3 separate regions of the Sus scrofa genome follow, and regions 1 and 3 are each linked to region 2. A link is a contact called in public Hi-C and HiChIP or PLAC-seq data. All regions are on one chromosome and are shown on one strand. The core of a region is the stretch at or near the end of the contact, and the rest is flanking DNA. Distances in the headings are between cores, read along the strand shown.

Region 1 (3,918 bases), core at 741-3,240, 100 kb before region 2:
CAGGTCCAAGGTGTGGTCTTTGGAACACTACCCAAAAAAATGGAATCTACTTCCTCAGAGCACCTTTAAAATAGACAAAGACAGCACTGAGCACTTCAAGCTGCCACAGGGATAAGGTCAAATGAACAATATATGCTTTAAAGGGAAAACAAGAACTCAATAGCAGACAATTATAAATGGCTTTGTGACTGTTACAAAACAAAGGAAGACAGATTTAACATCATAAGTATAACTCTGCCAAAAACGGGCTGCATCCCAAACAGTCCCAAACTCAGAGCAAATGACCAAGTCTTTTGTCTCCTTTTGCTTCAAGGACATCTTTTAAAACAAACAAACAAAAAAACACAAACACACACAGTAAATGTACGAGTTACTTACTATAGCCTAGGCTCTCAACAAAATTCAAAGAGGGCCTTGATCATATTTAAAATAATAAAAGTTAAAATCATTTTCAGCTATCAGCATTAAGCTTAGACATAACACAGAGATAGGAAGAAAGAGGAGGTAGATTTCATGGCAACCACAAACAAGAAGGGAAACTGCCTCCTGGCCAACTGTATTAAGCCTTATTACAGACAGATACTAATATACACAGGGGAAAGAAAAAACCTTTCTGATTAGAAAACAAACAGCCTGAGATGCAAAGAATGGCAAAGCAGAAGGAGCCCTTCGAGATTCCACCCCATCACTGTGCAGACTGGGAAACCTACACCCAGGCAAGGATGGGAGTCACTCAAGGTTGCAAAGCCAACGGTCAGAACTAGAAGAAAATTTCCTGATTCTTCAATCTCGGTTCTTTCCATTACCTCACACTATCTACTTTCAGCAAGCCTCAAATAACTGCAAAACATCCATCCGAATAACCAGCATTCTTCGAATCTGACAAGCTACATTACAAATAAAGCAAAGGTCTTGACAGTCTTTAATGCCAGAGCTCTTCACAACCAGAGCTGGGAGCCACCTACCCCTCCCAGGAGCATACTCCGCCTCTTATTTCACGTTTTGGGATGGTTTACACAAAATTGCGTGACGGTTAGAAACAGAACCTACTGAATGATGAGTCTGCAGAAAAATCCTGAATACTGAAAACAGGGAACCACACCCAGAGCCGGATCCCAGCGAGAGAGAACGAAGAGCTACAAAAGGGGAGTGGAATGAAAGAGAAGGGGACACAAAAGGGTACGGTGACTTCTCACCTATTAAGTTTTTCGCAGGAGGCAGGGTAGTGAAAAGCAAAGAGCCGCTAGAGCTCAGGGAGACTTAGTTTCTCGTCGCACGTCTGCAACTAACTCACTGCATGACCGTAGGCAACCGCCACTCCTTAGACCTCAATCTCCGCAAGAGCCCTAGATGGGGGCTGTAAAAGATAATTTCCCAGAGTCCTTGCGGTTCCTTACTCTACGACTCAAAGACCCGCTACTAGCAAGTTCCAAGCAGGACTCCCACAGCGGGCAGGTCACTTGACCGCGACCTCCTGACCCCTCCAGGAACCTCCGCAGAAGCCCTGTGGTCGTTTGGTAATCTTTCCCATCTGTTTCCACACCTGTCAAACAGGTCAGGGAGGTCATGGGAGAAGAGCGCGAAGGACAAGGGATTCTCCAGCTCCCCTTCTCCCGGAGGGGTATGCACCACACCGCAGCTGCGGTCGGGGAGCCGAGGAGACTCGGACCCGCAGCCCAGGCCAGTCGGCCAGTCAGTGTCTAACCCGAAGCCTCTGCGGCGCGGGGAGGAAGGGGACATGGGTTCAGCAAAGGCGCTGACCCGCCGCCAGCCCCAGCCCGTCCGTGCACGGACTCACCGCTCGGGGTTCCGACTTGAGCTCTGGCTCCTGCTTCAGCCCAGCAGCCCACCTGTCCCTGCCTCAGCGTGGAACCCTTGCCATCTCCACCGCCGGCTGCCCTGGCAGCCGCTTCCGGGCCCCATCACGTGACCCAGGCGCCCAAACCCGAGAGCCGGGTCACGTGCTCCCGCGCGAGGCTGCTGCTTTCCTCTCGCGGGGCTCGGAAACTCAGTTCCGCACCGCCACCTCGCGGCCGGATGCTGCCCCTACAGGCAGCATGATGTGGCTGGGGACCGAGTCGGGCGTGGGAGATCCGAGCAGCTGCCGCCAGTCCAGAGTCGCAGCACCGTCCCCTGAGCTGTGGCTTGTGAGAGATTGCTCCGTTTTACACCCGCGGCCTTTTCTTTAACACGTCTCAATGGGTACTTGTTGCTTTTATCATCGAAAAATAGTACACTAAAAAAAAATCTCCTCTGGTCAGATTTTTAGACGTTTTACACAAACGGGAGCTTGCGACCGGACACAGAACTGTGAGGTAAGGCAACACTCTTTTTAAACATATTTACAATTGTGTGTGTGTGTCTTTTTAGGGCCTCACTGTGGCATATGGAGGTTCCCGGGCTAGGGGTCCAATTGGAGCTGCAGCTGCCGGCCTGCACCACAGCCGTGTCGGATTCGAGCCGCATCTGCTACCTACACCACAGCTCACAGCAGCGCTGAATCGCTGACCCACGGAGTAAGGCCAGGATCCAGCCTGAGTCCGCGTGCATACGAGTAAGACTTGTTGCCACTGAGCCAGGACGATGGGAACTCCTATTTTAAAAATTTAAGTGACCCTTTTATTTATTTTTTTATTATTATTATTATTTTGTCTTTTTGCCTTTTCTAGGGCTGCTCCCGCGGCATATGGAGGTTCCCAGGCTAGGGGTTGAATCGGAGCTGTAGCCACCGGCCTATGCCAGAGCCACAGCCACGCGGGATCCAAACCGCGTCTGCAACCTACACCACAGCTCACGGCAATGCCAGATCCTTAACCCACTGAGCAAGGGCAGGATCGAACCCCCAGCCTCATGGTTCCTAGTCGGATTCGTTAACCACTGCGCCACGACAGGAACTCCCAAGTAACCTTTTTAAATGAATGGCAACATTTCTGTATGTTTGAGGTGTATGTATTATCTAAGCTTCTCTTTCCTCCTCTTAGCAGATTTTACTTTTGAAAATTAACTACCCAGCCAAAAGAAATATATTGCTACAGCTACAAATGGATAAATCTTAAAATAATTATATCTGGATAAATCTTAATTATGCCAAGTGAAAGGGGGGAGGTCAGAAAAAAGAATCTGTTTATACAATATTCTAGAAATTTTAAAATAATCTACACTGACAGAAAGCACAGCAGTGGTTGTCTGGGAATGGATGAGGAGACCAGGAGAGGAAAGAGTGATTAGAAAGGGGCATAAGGAAACTTTCAAGGTGACCAATATATTATCTTGATTGTGGTGATGGTTGCACGAATATATATGTTGAAAGCTATGAAATTTAAATATGTGCAGTTTACTGTATGTAAATCATACCTCAATAAATCTGTTAAAATATTCACTAAATTGTATAAGTAAAACATTAACATATTTTATTAGAGCTATTAGGCAATGTATAAGTGTAGAAATAAGTGTATAAACAGTGGAAATTCCCCTTCTCCAAATTTATTCTCCTCTCCAAAGATTTATAGTTACCAGCATGTATTATCCTCCAAACCCTATGTATTTATAGAAATATCTTTATATAGACATGTGCAGATACCTGGTGTTAAAATTTAGGATCATAAATACCAGTAGTTATTGTTTTGCTTAACACTTTTTACTATCTGTGCTGTTTTCTTTTATTTTAGCCTTTTTTAGGGCCGCATCTGTAGCATATCAAAGGTCCCAGGCTAAGGATCGAATCGGAGCTGCAGCTTCTGGCCTACACCACAGCCACACCAATGCCAGATCTGAGTCGCATATGTGACCTATACCACAGGTCAGAGCAGCACTGGATCCTTAACCCACCGAGTAAGGCCAGGGATCAAACTTGCGTCCTCATGGATACTAGTTGGGTTTTTTTCTGCTGAGCCACAACAGGAAGGCCTGTCTGTGCTG
Region 2 (4,035 bases), core at 455-2,954:
CAATACCATTCAGAACATTAGCGACTCCAGAGAGATCAATGAATTTGGCCCAAATATGAAGATAGCAACAGTTCCTTAAGCTTTTGCGTGCATTGCCCTAATCAATACAGATGAGTAAATTTAAAGTGATAATAAAAATAACTTTTCTGAGTGCTTTACATCCATTAACTCATTTAAAACTTTAACCCCATTTGCACTATGAACCATGATACCTAAAAGGATGTATACCAGGAAGAAATAAGCTAAGAAATGGGTAGAGACTCACCCAGGGCCACACAAGGAGAAGCCTTGTTTTGTCCTGTTGTACCACACTCCATCACGGGAGGACTGGGGGAGTCCTCTGGCGCTTTCTTTGTAACCAGGAAAATTGTCCATCAAGTAAACAAAAAAATGCAAAAGCCCAAGCCTGTAAAACATCCTACCAAAAAAAATGTATGTATACATCGAAGTTTAAAATCTTGAGCTTTATGTTTTGTAGTTAGACGTTTTCTGACATATACGTAAAACCTGGAGAAGACACTCCTTTAAAGAGACCCTGTGATCTTGGTCCCCCCGAAGACCCGTTTCTCCTATAAATAATTTCACAGTCTAATTGTTTGCGAGTAAGAGGTATTTGTCGTCACGTTAATTATTAAAATGTTAGTTCCATGAAGATGGGGGGGGGGGGGCTGTCTGTTGTGTACACTGATATATTCCAAACAGTTATGGCAGTTCCCAGCACTGCTATTTAGTGTTGTTTGTTAAATAAGAGCTTAATCATTGAACATGTAGAGATTCAAAATGTACCTCTGTGGCATGAAAATCATCTGAAGCTAAAAGCATTAGAACAAGCAGCTGGGGTTGTGGAGAACTTTATCTAAACTTCCTTTGCTAGATTAAGCAGGAGCTTCTGAAAAATACAAGCACCAGAAACCCCCTTTCTGGGAGATTTTCAGTCAGGAGACTCAGCGTCATCACAGACTGAGTAATTACTTACATTATCAGGGAATGTCACACCTTCGACTTGTTCTTGCATGGACGCTATTTCTTCCCCATCTAGTTCCCCTTTTGAAGTGGGTATATGAACGAACCCCTGTCTTTGTCTGGGGAGCCAATTCGTATGAAGGTTCCCCAGCCCTAAATAAACTTTCTCTTTCCTCCTGTTAATCTGTCTATTGTCAGTTAAATTCACAGGTCTCTAATCACAGAACCTAAATGGGTAGAAGGAACGTTTTTCTTCCCAACAATATGCATGTGTATATTTGAAAAATGATTGAAATGTTACTGTGTAACCTCTAGTGAATGTGATTGGGGGTATTACAGGAATTTCAGTTTTTCTATATACAACTGAATTATGAGAAACAGCTGGTATATGTTCTAAGAAAAAGGATTTTTAAAACAAACTTTAAAACTCTGGCTAAGCCTGAGGAAATCCATCTACCCTGTATCACCTCCTGCAGGCGTCTTGGCCATCCTCGTCCCCCGCCTGGACCTGGTCCTCTCCCTGGTGGGCTCCGTGAGCAGCAGCGCCCTGGCCCTCATCATCCCGCCCCTCCTGGAGATCGCCACCTACTACTCGGAGGGCATGAGCCCCCTCACCATCATCAAGGATGCCCTGATCAGCATCCTGGGCTTCTTGGGCTTTGTGATGGGGACCTACCAGGCCCTGGATGAGCTGATCCAGTCCCGAGACTCTCTCACCTTTTCCAACTCCACCCTTTTTATTCAGTAAAAAAAAGCACTTCTTCTTATGTACCGGCACCTGACTTTTGATGATAGAAATCTCTTTTATATACATCATCTATATTTTGCCGTTTTACCTCTCTCTGGGCCACATCACAGTGAAACAAGCACGGACTCACCAGCTACAAGGTCTATACGGTAATTTTTAAATTTTTTTTGTTGTTGTTATTTATTTCCTTTCCATCTCTGGCTTTCCACTACACTGAGAGCTCTTCCAATGAAGGCTTTTGAGTTGATCCAACGTTTCGGCAATTCATGTTCACACCTTGAGTGGGGCTATGCAAGAGGAAGCCACCAGGGGGCATCCAAGAGGCAGCAACTGACAGAAGGAGGTGCAGCCAGCTAAGGCTGTTGGTGATTTGGTAGACAAAGGGTTTTCTTTTCTCTAGATCTGTTTAAAGAGCAGCAAAGATTAGGAGTGGGGACATAATCCATAACCCAGAAAGGTGTGCATAGATAGCTCCAGCATCAAGATGGATAGGATGCAGAGATCCAGTGTGAGTTGCAACTCTCAGAAAGGAGCCATCATTTTGTGTGTGTGTGTGTGTGTGTGTGTGTGTGTGTGTGTGTGTGTGTGTGTGTCTTTTTGTCATTTCTTGGGCTGCTCCTACCACATATGGAGGTTCCCAGGCTAGGGGTTGAATCAGAGCTGCAGCCACCGGCCTACACCAGAGCCACAGCAACTCGGGATCCGAGCCGTGCCTGCGACCTACACCACAGCTCACAGAAACGTCGGATTCTTAACCCACTGAGCAAGGGATCGAACCCTCAACCCCATGGTTCCTAGTCGGATTCGTTAACCACTGCGCCACAACAGGAACTCCAAGCCATCATTTTTAAGTCAAGGGCAACAAACTTTCCAAACCACTGGATAAAGTTTTGGCCCAGTTCAAAGATCTCAACAAAGGATAGGCATCACAGAAGTGGATTTGCCAATGGCAGGGGGGTTGGGAGCAGGATGGACAATGACATGATTTCATTATTTACCTCTTGATTCTTGCAACAAGCATTCTTGCTTACCCACCATGCACCAAACATGGTTCAAGATTCTTGTAGTAGATTACAGATTCCTCCTGACAAAGTGACTTTGCAGCTCCTCCCATCAAGAGGTGACATGTGTATCTCTTCTCTTCGAACCTTGTCTTGGCCTTGTAACTTGCTTTGGTCAATAGAACATTAGTAAATGTGATGCCAGCAGAGGTTTGGTGATGGCTTATGCATCAGAATTTTCATCTGGATGCTCTGTGGAGCCAAGAGCACCAGGGGAAGAAGCCTGTTGGAGGATGAGAGACCCTATGGAGCAGACATGAATCATTCCAGTTGAGCCCCAACTCCTAGAACAACTAGCCTGCCAACTTCCAGACACGTGAGTGAAGTATCTCAGGCTACATACAGCCCCAGTCAGTCTGGCCCAGACCTTCATTATTGTTTGGACGATCCACAGAATTATGAAAAATAATTACTGCTTTTAGTTTTAAGCCATAACGTGGAAGTTTTTATGCAGCAAAAGCTAACTGATGCATTACTCTAAAAGGGATACGCTAATGCATGAGAAAAGAATCTCTGCCCTCAGAGTTCCCATTGTGGTTCAGTGGGTTAAGAACCCGACTAGTGTCCTTGAGGATGTAGGTTCAATCCCTGGCCTCGCTCAGTGGGTTAAGGATTCGGCATTACATTGCTGTGAGCTACAGTGTAGATCGTGTATGCGGCTCGGATGTGGTGTGGCTGTGGCTATGCGGTAGGCTGGCAACTGCAGCTCCGATTTGACCCCTAGCCTGGGAACAACTTCCATATACTACAGGTGCAGCCCTAAAAAAAAATCTCTGCCCTCAAACTAGTCTGCTGTCCACTGGGGAAGAATGACATGTAATCAACTAAGTCAGTGCCATAAAGGCAGGGAGACACTAACTGCTCTGGAGTACTGAGCATGACTTATCATAGGTGGGTTTTAAGTAGAACTTGGGTCTCTCAACACTGAACCTGGCCCTTCTTTGACTCAGTCCTGGTGACTTGACATTCCTGTGCTTTTTCTCATGTCTGACCTTGGCTGGCAGCCAGGGGCCTGTCAACCCAATACACCACTTCAGCCTTTTTGGCAGTGACTGTCCCTCCCTTCTCCCAAAAATTACTAAAATTGGGGAAAGACATCTAAATAAATGAGATATTGTAGGCAGAGCTATAGTTTGGTGGTTTGGGGGGGTAAGGACATTTATTTCTCATTATACTTTCTGTGGTTTGGGGAAGTGACCCAGGCTTGTTTCAGCCTTGGTTATAAAAGAACTTTTTTTCAGGAGGCGGGGCATGCCCACAATG
Region 3 (4,249 bases), core at 21-2,520, 120 kb after region 2:
GCCTCAGTTTGGCCAAAAAACAAAAACAAAAGAAATGACCAAACTGCTTTCCTTAGGGGCCATCATTTTACATTCTTATCAGTGATAGGCAAGTTCCACTGTTCCGTCTCACCAACACTTGTCAATAATTTTTATTTTCATTCTAATATGATATCTAATGATAATTAGTGATATCTCATTGTAGGTGTAATTTTCATTTCAATAATCTTTGGGATTTTGTTTTTGTTTGGGTTTTTTTTTTTTTTTTTTTTTTTTTTTTTCCGCCTTTGGCTGCACCTGTGGCATGAGGAAGTTCCTGGGCCAGGGAGCGAACCGGCACTATAGCAGTGACGTGGGCTACTGCGGTGACAACACTGATCCTTAACCAGCTGCACCAGAAGGGAATCCTGCATTTCAATAATCTAATTGTGTCTCTTGTGTTTATTTTCTGTCTGTATGTCCTCTTTGGTCAAACATCTCTTCAAATCTTTTGCTCATTATAATTAGCTTGTTTGTTTTGACTGTTGAGTTTATATGTACACAAATATATATTTATATAAACATATTTATTTATTTATTTAGGTCTTTTTATGGCCACAGCCAGGGCATATGGAAGTTCCCAGGCCAGGAGTTGAATCTGAGGCACAAGTGGGTCAATGCCAGATTCTTTAACCTGATGTTCCTGGCTGGGGCTGGAACCCCTCCCCAGTGACCTGAGCCAGCCACTGCAGTCAGGTTTTTAACCCACTGCGCCCTGGCAGGAAGTCCAAGAGACCTTCATATATTTTAGATATAAATCCTTTGTAATTGCAAGTATTTTCTCCTAGTCTGTGTGGGTGGCTTTTTAAAATTATTATTCTCTTAATAGCCTTCACAAAGCAAAGCTTTTAACTTTGATAAATTCCAAGTTATTTTTTCTTTTATTAGTTATGCTTTTGGTGTCTTGTCTAAGAACTCTTTGCTGAACTCCTGGTAATGAAGATCTAGGTTTTCTTCCAAAAGTTCCATGGTTTTAAGTTTTCATTTAGATCTATGATCCATATAATCATATGATTTTTTTCTTCTTCAGATTAATATGGTAGATTGCATTGAGTTTCAGATTTTGAACTAGCCTTATATTCCTGGCCAACCCCCCCCCCAAAAAAAAACTACCCATGCGGTCTTTTTGTATATTACTGAATTTGATTTGCTAATGTTTTCTTGAAGATGTTACTGTGTTCATAAGAGCTGGTCTGTAGTTCCCTTTTTTGTGCTGTTTCGTTTTAGCGTCAGAGGAAAGCTTGCCTCATAGAATGAGTTGGGAAATGTCACTTCCTCTTCTTTCTCTGGAAGAGATTGTATAGAGCCGACACTATATATATGGGCCACATCCACAGTGTGTGGAAATTCCTGGGATCCAACCCACACCACAGCAGTGACCTGAACCACTGCAGTGACAACCACTATGCCACAAGGGAACTTGGTACTATATCACTTTTAAATATTTGCTAGAATGTGTCCGTGAAACCTAAAGATTTGAGCAGACATTCGACCAAAGAGGATTTACTGGCAGCAAATAAACACAAGGAAAGATGTGCTTTGACATTGCTTTTCCAGAAAGCATCGACGTACATATGTCACGTCTTTAATAGTTAAAGGAACGTCCTGGTTGTGTATTTTTCCTTGGATGAGTTTTTGTAGTTGGTAGTGCTTCCGGAATTGGTTCTTTTTATCTAAGCTGTCAAGTTTATGTGCGTAGAATTGTTCATAGTGGGCCCTGACTATTGTGTTAAATGTCATTTCTGTCTATAAGGATAGCCCCTCTTTAGTTTCTGTAACTGGTAATCTGCATTCTCTTTTTTGTCAGTCTTGCTTAAAGTTGATCAATTTTATTAATCCTTTCGAAGAACCAGTTTTTATTTTCACTGATTTTTCCCCATTTCTCTGTTTCCAATCTCATTGGTCTCTGTTCTTTTTATTTCCTTCCTTATGCTTGCTTTATATTTAGTTAGCTCTTTTCTCCCTTTCTTAAAGTAGAATCTTATTGATTTGAGACCTAACACTTAGTGCTATAAATTTTCCCTTAGGTACTGCATTATCAACTACAAAGTTGATATTTTATGTTTTTATTTTTGTCTAGTTTAAAATATCTGATTTCCCTTGAGACGTCTTCTTTGGCTCTTGGGTATTTAAAAGTGCATTTCACAAGTTCCCATCATGGTTCAGTGGTTAATGAATCTGAATAGGAACCATGAGGCTGCAGGTTCGATCCCTGGCCTTGCTCAGTGGGTTAAGGATCCAGCGTTGCCGAGAGCTGTGGTGTAGGTCACAGATGTGGCTCAGATCCCATGTTGCTGTGGCTCTGGTGTAGGCCGGTGGCTACAGCCCTGATTCGACCCCTAGACTGGGAACCTCCATATGCCGTGAGAGCGGCCCTAGAAAAGGTAAAAAGACAAATAAATAAATAATAAAAGTGCATTTCCTTCTAAGGTTTGGAGCTTTTCCAGTTCCTTTTTGTTACTGATTTCCAGTTTGGTTCCATTGTGGTCGAGGAACATAGTTTATATTTCATTCCTTTTAGAATTTGTAAAGGCTTGTTTGTGATTCAGGGTATGATCTATCTTGTGAATGTTTCATGTGCACTTGAAAAGAATATATATTCTGATTTTAGAAATGAATCAAATCAAGTTGTTGATGGTGTCGTTCAGTTCTCTATTCTGAGTGTCTACCTTTTCTATCTGAGGAGTGTTCAACTATGTCCAGGTTGGTTCCATTATGGTCAGATAACAGTTTATATCTCATTCTTTTTATAATTCGTAAAGCCTTGTTTATGAGGAATGTTGAAATCTTCACCTGTAATTATGCATTTGTCTGTTTCTCCTTTCAGTTCTGTCTTTGCTTCATATAATTTGAAGACCGATTGCAGGTATATAAATATTTAATATTCTTATGTCTTCCTGGAGACAGGACGGACCCCTTTATCATGATGTAATGTACTTCATCCCTGAAAATCTTCCTTATTCTTGAATGTTGCTTTTCTACTCTTTTACTTCTAACCTACTAATGATATATTTAAAGTGGGTACCTTATAAATAGGACATAGTTGGGTTTGTTTGCTTGTTTTTCATCTTTTTAGGGCTGCACCCGTGGCATATGGAAGTTCCCAGGCTAGGGATCTAATCGGAGCTACAGCTGCTGGCCTATGTCAGAGCCACAGCAATGCCAGATCTGAGCTGCTTCTGTGACCTACACTACAACTCATGGCAACACCTGATCCTTAACCCACTAAGTGAGGTCAGGGATCAAACCCGCAACCTCATGGTTCCTAGTCAGATTCATTTCTGCTGAGCCACGATGGGAACCCTGGGGTTTTCTTTTTACATCCCTTTCTTTTATTTGGACTGTTTAGACAATTTAATGTTATTGATATGGTTGAATTTAGATCTGTTGTTTTCATACTTATTTCCATTTGTTCTGTTTTTTCATCCTCTATTTTCTCTTCCCTGCTTTTTTGTGGAATATTTCAACATTTTTTAGTATTCCTTAATTTACCTAGTCTCTTTTACTGTATCTCTTTGTGTGTGTATATGTGTGTATTTATATGTACGTATCAGTTATTGATCTGAGAATTACAATATGCATAGCAGCCTACTTAGAATTAATATTTTACCACTTCAAACATGATGTACAAACCTTACCATGATGTGGGTCTCTCCTCTCCCCTTTTTTTTGTACTTAGCTTAGGTATTACATCTACATACATTGAATGCCCCATCAAAAAATGTTATAATTTTTGCTTCTAACCATCATATTTTAAAGAGCTCAAAGGAAGAGGAACAAGTCTATTCTATTTATCAGTTTTGTTGCTTGTCCTTAGTCTCTGAAGTTACAAGTTGCCCTCTGATACCATTGGCTTTCTTCTAAAGAATTTCCTTGAGCAGTTCTTTCAGAGCAGGGTCTGTTGCTGATGAATTCTTTTGTTTCTTCAACTCAAATGTCTTTATTTCACCTTCTTTCCTAAGCACACTTTTTACTGGATTCACTGTTTATTTCTGCACTTTTAAGATGTTCTTTATTCCATCTAATCCTAATTTTAGGATTAGGCATATGGAGGTTCCCAGGCTAGGCATTGAATCAGAGCTGCAGCTGCTGGCCTACCACAGCAACTTGGGATCTGAGCTGAGTCTGTGACCTACACCACAGCTCATGGCAATGCCAGATCCTTAACCCACTGAGCAAGGCCAGGGGTCAAACCTATGTCCTCATGGATGCTAGTCAGATTCTTTTCCAC

The links. A called contact is a pair of places that touch in the nucleus more often than the background predicts. HiChIP or PLAC-seq counts read pairs in DNA pulled down with a chosen protein or histone mark.
Region 1: a contact with region 2 is called in a Hi-C map of epiblast stem cells, with 2.0 times the contacts expected there. The contact joins the promoter of SLC36A1 here to the promoter of SLC36A3 in region 2. A contact is called at or near these places in 2 of 47 Hi-C or Micro-C datasets (embryonic fibroblasts and epiblast stem cells).
Region 3: an H3K27ac HiChIP or PLAC-seq map of alveolar macrophages shows a contact between it and region 2. The contact joins the enhancer-like site here to the promoter of SLC36A3 in region 2. A contact is called at or near these places in 7 of 47 Hi-C or Micro-C datasets (embryonic fibroblasts, epiblast stem cells, retroperitoneal adipose tissue and 2 more) and 2 of 2 datasets of contacts at active chromatin or transcription factors (alveolar macrophages and skeletal muscle).

What each region holds. Positions count from the first base shown.
Region 1 is chr16:71,587,542-71,591,459 of Sscrofa11.1, forward strand. SLC36A1 (proton-coupled amino acid transporter 1) reads right to left here and starts at 1,991. Exons shown (of 11, transcript XM_003134140.5): 1 at 1,799-1,991. It overlaps LOC106506564 (a long non-coding RNA gene), which reads left to right and starts at 652. Exons shown (of 3, transcript XR_002339800.1): 1 at 652-1,179; 2 at 2,262-2,315.
Region 2 is chr16:71,687,507-71,691,541 of Sscrofa11.1, forward strand. It overlaps SLC36A3 (proton-coupled amino acid transporter 3), which reads left to right and starts at 1,705. Exons shown (of 10, transcript XM_021077076.1): 1 at 1,705-1,860. The coding sequence starts at 1,730. SLC36A2 (proton-coupled amino acid transporter 2) reads left to right here. Exons shown (of 11, transcript XM_021077078.1): 11 at 1,440-1,958. The coding sequence ends at 1,711.
Region 3 is chr16:71,807,356-71,811,604 of Sscrofa11.1, forward strand. The region is part of intron 6 of CCDC69 (coiled-coil domain-containing protein 69); the gene reads left to right. Among named protein-coding and RNA genes, the nearest start is that of CCDC69, 31 kb to the left of the region's middle. Within about 2 kb of position 1,271, at least 8 of the 83 cell types and tissues checked have an H3K27ac peak or open chromatin away from gene starts, as enhancers often do. A contact at or near this core is called in alveolar macrophages and retroperitoneal adipose tissue, where this site is marked.